2 separate regions of the Sus scrofa genome follow, and region 1 is linked to region 2. Evidence: chromatin contacts called from public Hi-C data. All regions are on one chromosome and are shown on one strand. Each heading gives the region's core, a stretch centred on a gene start, on an enhancer-like site or on the middle of the called end of the contact. The rest is flanking DNA. Distances are from core to core; before and after follow the strand shown. Region 1 holds the start of CCDC190 (coiled-coil domain-containing protein 190). Region 2 overlaps RGS5 (regulator of G protein signaling 5).

Region 1 (2,700 bases), core at 31-2,530, 240 kb after region 2:
GCTACTAGCTGCCTTGGCTTTTCTGGACTTCTGCCTCCATCTTTTAAGGAGAATCCATTACTCCCTGTGATGTGGCCTGGAAACTCAGGAATACATTGTACACATTTCTGTACACACACTTTGGTTATAAAAAAAAAGTCAATCCCACTTTGAAATTCCAATCTCAAATACTGTTTAAACCCTTTCCTTGCTGGACTCCAAGGGACCTGGAGGAGGGTGGGATATGATAATCTGCCCTATCATTCTCCTTCTCCAGCCCCGTGGATGGACTGGAAAACATGGATTTTTTTGGTATACCTCCTCTCCCTTATCTTTTCAATATGTAACCCCCAATGTTGGGGTATATAAGGAAATAAAAGAGGCAGAGTTCTTCAAATATAATTGTGCTGAGGCATTATTGTTTTTTCCCCAACCAGTCCTTCTCCAGCTGGGAAGGAGGTGTCAGTATCCCCTTGTGTAGACATCCCCTTCTCTATGACGATTTTCTTGGGACCCCATTCCCTTCATTTAAATTTTGGAGGTGGGAGAATTACCTCATGAGAGGGGATGGTAAAGGCATTACCTCCTACTGAGAGAATAATGGATTTTCAACTCCCTCTCCCCAGTAAGCTCCTTATAATAGCTTGCTTGCTAGGTGATGACTGTGGGCCTATTTAGCTGTCTCTCTGTAAGCTTTGGGGGAATTAATAGGCCTCTGTGCTAGCAGGTCTTTTTAGACTGTGGGACATTAATGCCTCTTGTTTTTAGATGAAGCTCTAGGGCAACAGTAAAAATCCCACTTAATATCTTATTCTATAGCCAATATAGTTCAACTGGCCTTCTACCACAGAGTGCAATATATGATCACAAAAGCTGATTTAAATTTCATTTTGCCTAATTCCATTTTGACAACTTTGGACATCTTAATAAGCCCTGAAGTACACAAAACATGGATAGAAGCCTAGGAAAAGTAGTACAGTGTGCAAGAATACAAAGTAAACAAATTAACTACTCTCCTGCATAAAATGTGCACATTCTGACAAAAAAAAAAAAAAAAAAAAAAAAAAGCCTTCTTATGGAACCTGATCTGGTTTCCAAGAAGTAGGAATGGGTGTTGTGAGGGGAGGTAGGGAGCAGTATGGCAAAAGAGGGGGGGGATAGAGAAGGGGGATGGGGAGAGAGGGGAGAGAGACTGAAAACAGAGTAAGACGCTCCTTGCTTTCATTCTTGGCTCCCATGGACACAGCCCAGGAGCACTGCGTGCCCCTCTAGGGGAGGGCTGGAAGCTGGCAGGCTTCCTTAACTCGAGGAGTTATTTCAAGCTCTGGGACTGGTGCCCACACCCAGGGAGTTAGCATTCCTGACCAAGGAGGTGGCATCGATGAGAGCTTTCAAGTATATTCATCATTCTCCCCTGCAGCCCTCTCCAAAGACCCCTCCCCTCCCTTCTTCCCCAACACTAAACCCCTTCATTTACTGAAGAAAAACAGGCTCATTAATCCAGGCTCAGCCTGGCATACCAAAAGAAGCAGGCAACAGTTTTACGGTGAGAACCCTGGATTTGTAGGTAAGTGCTACTCACCGTGTTCTTCAGTAAAAGTTTATTCTACACTTTAGGCTGAAATCAAGCTGTCTTAAAATTTCTTTCCTGTGTCCTGACCTTATCTCCCTTTTAATACTAAGTTTTTTTTCCAGTGTTATTATAATCAAAGCTTTTTGATAACAGCTGATTTATATCTCAGGTACGTATTGTGCTCTTAGCTCTGAGATACATATTGTGAAGGATGCAAAGAGGAGGAAAAATGGGTGTCCCTGACTGTTAGTGCAGAGTTCAGAGGAGGAAGATGGGTGAAGGCAGGAAGAGGAACTCCTGCACAATCCAAGTGGTCTCACCAGAGCTGCCCAGACTACTTGTTCTGAATGCCTATATTATTTTGTGACCAGCAGATCCTACTCTTTCTACTTTTTGCAATATTGATTGCTCAGATTCGGCATGTACCATTAGACTCCAGAGTTGAAATCTGAAAGTTCTTTGAAAGCAGGAATTGTTTCTCATTCACCACTTTTCTTAGCCCTCAGCACAGCTCTTGGCACATAGCAGAATTACAGGCTACTATGTGTGGACCTGCACATACATGAATTAGTGAACTAAAGGGGCCCTAGAATGGCTCTGTCCTAAGTCCCCAAATCATTTACAGACCTCTGAACAGGCTTTCAAGGAGTCTCTAAAGAACAGTAGAAAGGACTTATAGGATGAATAATGCCTTATGTATGGAAAGTGTTTCTATTATTTTTGCCCAAAAAGTTGTTCATATTCTTTTTATTTGATCTTTGCAGCAATCTCATTGGTGGTTGTATAGGGAAACTATCGTCTATCACTATATTATTGGCAAGGAGACTGAAGTTCAGAGCAGTTTGCTCTCAATACTTCTGTGTCACTCTGGAAACTCATGTTGCCATAGGGCAGTTTTCCAATAGTGTGACTTCATCTGACCTGGCAGCTGTGCGTTTAGAAACACACGGGATTCAAACACTGATCTCTGATTCAAAGCCAGGGGACAGAGTTCCTGTTTTGCTTTCTCAGGTCTGTCACAGTGCCTGGAAGAATCTTGTTCTGTCATCTCTAGACCATGAAGAAGATGGAGAGACACATGGTTAGGGGACCACTGCATAAGCACTTCGATTTGGAAAGGAAGAATGCCAAGCAGGCTGAAGCCAGAC
Region 2 (2,945 bases), core at 294-2,793:
ATGCATATTATCCAGAGACATAATAAGAACTTGATAAATGTTAGTAGATCTCAGGTATCCCAATTTTCACATCAGTACTCTTTCTGCCGCAGTAATGAAATGGCGTTTTGCTTATTTTTGTTTCTCTGACAAAGAAAGAAACCTCTTTTTTAGAACTTAATGCTTATATGGTGCATCTTGTACATCTTTCCTTTCAGGGCCAAGGAAATTAAGATCAAGTTGGGAATTCTCCTCCAAAAGCCGGAGTCTGCTGTTGACCTTGTCATTCCGTACAATGAGAAGCCGGACAAGCCAGTCAAGATCCAGAAGTGAGTCATGATTATGGATTCCATTCTTTTCCTCCAGAGGATGGCTACTTTTCAAGTGCATAGCACCATCCCTCCTCTGTAGAACTCCCTCCTTCAATTACTCATTGAGGATCATAAGAGTCCTCAGGGAGTTGGCTAGTAAATAGGGTTTTTTCTTCTTTAACTCTCCTGTGTTTGGAACATAATATTATTTACTGGGAGGATACTTAAAAAAAAATGAAGATGAGGTCTTATCTTGGGACATTGTTGGAGAGACAGACCATCTCTTATAAAAGAGTATCAGCCACCTCATAGGTTATTGACCACACGGAAATGTAGTTAGAAATAACTGTTCACTTGCTGTGTGTCCTTGAGTCAGGTAAGCTTTCCTGACCCAATTAATTATGATCCCTGGATGCTCACCTGCTCAGGAAGTAGTCAAGACTTCTTCTTTGGCAGGGAGATACAAGTGGGAACATTTCTCTCAGGAAGACGTGAAGATCAAGGCAGTCAATTTAAGTCTAATAGTTCCTTTTCTGAGATATTGTCCCTTCAGAGGTCCAAGGGAGAAAGAGAAGACTGTTCCTTGACAGAAGAATGAGGACTTGACCAGATACTTCTCTTTAATGCACATCAAGCTATTTTCCCCCAGCCCATAAATGAACATCCCTGACAGGACTTTTTCAGTCCTCTCCCACCACCCCACATGCTTCTATCAATTTAGGCACAGAGGGGACTACAATTCCCAAGATGTAAGATGTTACAGCCATGAATCCAGCTCACGCTGCATTGGCTGTACTCGCAATAACTCAATGCACAAAATTCACAGTGTTTGCTATTGTTCTGCTAGCTACACAGTCCAGCATTGACTAGACAAGTGCATTGCATCTTCCCTTCAACGCAGAGACACCCCTGAGAATCAGGAAAGGAGGGGGGGAAGAAAAGCCAAATGTATTAAAAACTCCTTCACTCTACTACCTAAGACCTTTGAGGAGATGACAGAAGTGTGGTAAAAATACCACACTTTAACCTCCCCTTTCAAGGCATCCCCTTTAACCTCAATTTCTTTTAAGATTTAACATTCATATAAATTGGCCAATCTTGCCTCCGAATAACCTTCAAATTAGTATAGCTGGTTGGGAGATAGAGAGACAGGTTATTCCTTTTAAATATTTTTTCATCAACCGAAGTGGATATTTCCCCTCTCTTCCTTTTATTACTTCAAAGTGATCCCAAAGCGGAAGTGAGGCATAATTGGGTTTTCTGGGTTTAGGAAAGAGAAACTAAAATTCAACGTGGAGTGGCAGGCACCAGGCACTGGTAGAGAGTAAGAACCACATTTCATAATAGCGAAAGATCAAAAAGTCTATTTCGAAATAAACAGTGTGGTTGTTATTGATCTGTTGGAATTAACTTTTAAAAAATAAATATAGTGCTTTGTTTCCTGCTTTGATTCTCTGCTTTAATATCCCACACAGACACTTGAACTATTTGGCTCAATAGGGATTCAGAGAGAAGCAGTTTTGGAAGAAAACCTGGGGCTGACATTTATTGGATTATTATTTTTTTTTCTTGCCTTCCACCCACCCCCTTCCTTTGAGGAGTTTGAATTGTTTAGGAAAAAAATCCATCTTTTCCTGTGAGAATATTTGTGTGTCTCATTTTTAACAGTGGCCACTACAAAGCTTTCCCATCTTCTTCCAAACTCCTAAATCCCATTTCACCACCTCATATTTGGCAAATTTCCATGCCTTTTAACTGGCAGAAAAAGACTGTCTTGCATGAGCTCAATTGATTTCTCCTCTCCTCACTTTAAAGTTTCTCTGTATTTTTTTTGCCCATGTTCTTCTCAAGGAGAAGAAAATAAACCTCAGAGGAGAAAATAGACCTTCTCCGGATAGAAGGTATTTTTAGCTCCTCTCATCTTTTTTTAAAAAGCAATCCCTTCTTTAAAAAGCATTTTCTCTTTTTTTAAATACATTTTTATTCTTCTCATTTAAAAAACAAAAACAAAAACCAAACCATTGAAAAATAGAAAAAACTTTCCTATATCTCTACTGCCTAAAGCCAGATGCAGTTACTATTTTAGTGTTATTAACTGCTCGTTTTCCCTCTGGACCGTCTTCCACCAGAACAAACAAATACGATTTCCACTCTGAAAAACATTCTCCCAGCCGCTCACCTCTTCTATTCCATCCCTTCCTCTTGCTCTCACTGCATAATTTTAGAAATGGAAAGTCACTGCTTTCAATTTCATCTTTAACTCCCTTTATCACGTTTAAACCTTACTATCTCACTGAAATTGTCGTCACTAAGGGCTACCTCCTGCTTCATGGGCAGCATTGGGCTCTGCTCACCACTTGACCTCCTTAAAACTCTCCTCCTTAATGTCTCACCTTAAATTCTCCCATAAGGGCTCCCACTTTTGCCCATGCTCTCTACGTGAGCATTCCCTCAGGCTCTGCTCTGTGTCCTCACAATAAACAATAAACATATTACTAAACCATACAAGTTTAGCTTGCAATGGCTGTCATCATGGCTCATAATATAATCAATTGCAAAATTCTCAGGAGCTGATGATATGTTTATAGTTTATCTTATATGTTAGACGTTCTTTTTCTATGTGTAGAAGTCACTAATTTTTAACTACATTTTTGT

Evidence for each region. A called contact is a pair of places that touch in the nucleus more often than the background predicts.
Region 1: a Hi-C map of liver shows a contact between it and region 2, with 2.4 times the contacts expected there. The contact joins the promoter of CCDC190 here to the enhancer-like site in region 2. A contact is called at or near these places in 1 of 5 promoter capture datasets (liver) and 8 of 47 Hi-C or Micro-C datasets (heart right ventricle, liver, mesenteric adipose tissue and 2 more).

What each region holds. Positions count from the first base shown.
Region 1 is chr4:87,558,747-87,561,446 of Sscrofa11.1, forward strand. It overlaps CCDC190 (coiled-coil domain-containing protein 190), which reads left to right and starts at 1,281. Exons shown (of 4, transcript XM_003355080.4): 1 at 1,281-1,546; 2 at 2,607-2,700. The coding sequence starts at 2,610.
Region 2 is chr4:87,318,803-87,321,747 of Sscrofa11.1, forward strand. It overlaps RGS5 (regulator of G protein signaling 5), which reads left to right. Exons shown (of 5, transcript NM_214356.1): 2 at 198-308. Among named protein-coding and RNA genes, the nearest start is that of RGS5, 33 kb to the left of the region's middle. Within about 2 kb of position 1,544, at least 4 of the 83 cell types and tissues checked have an H3K27ac peak or open chromatin away from gene starts, as enhancers often do. A contact at or near this core is called in liver, where this site is marked.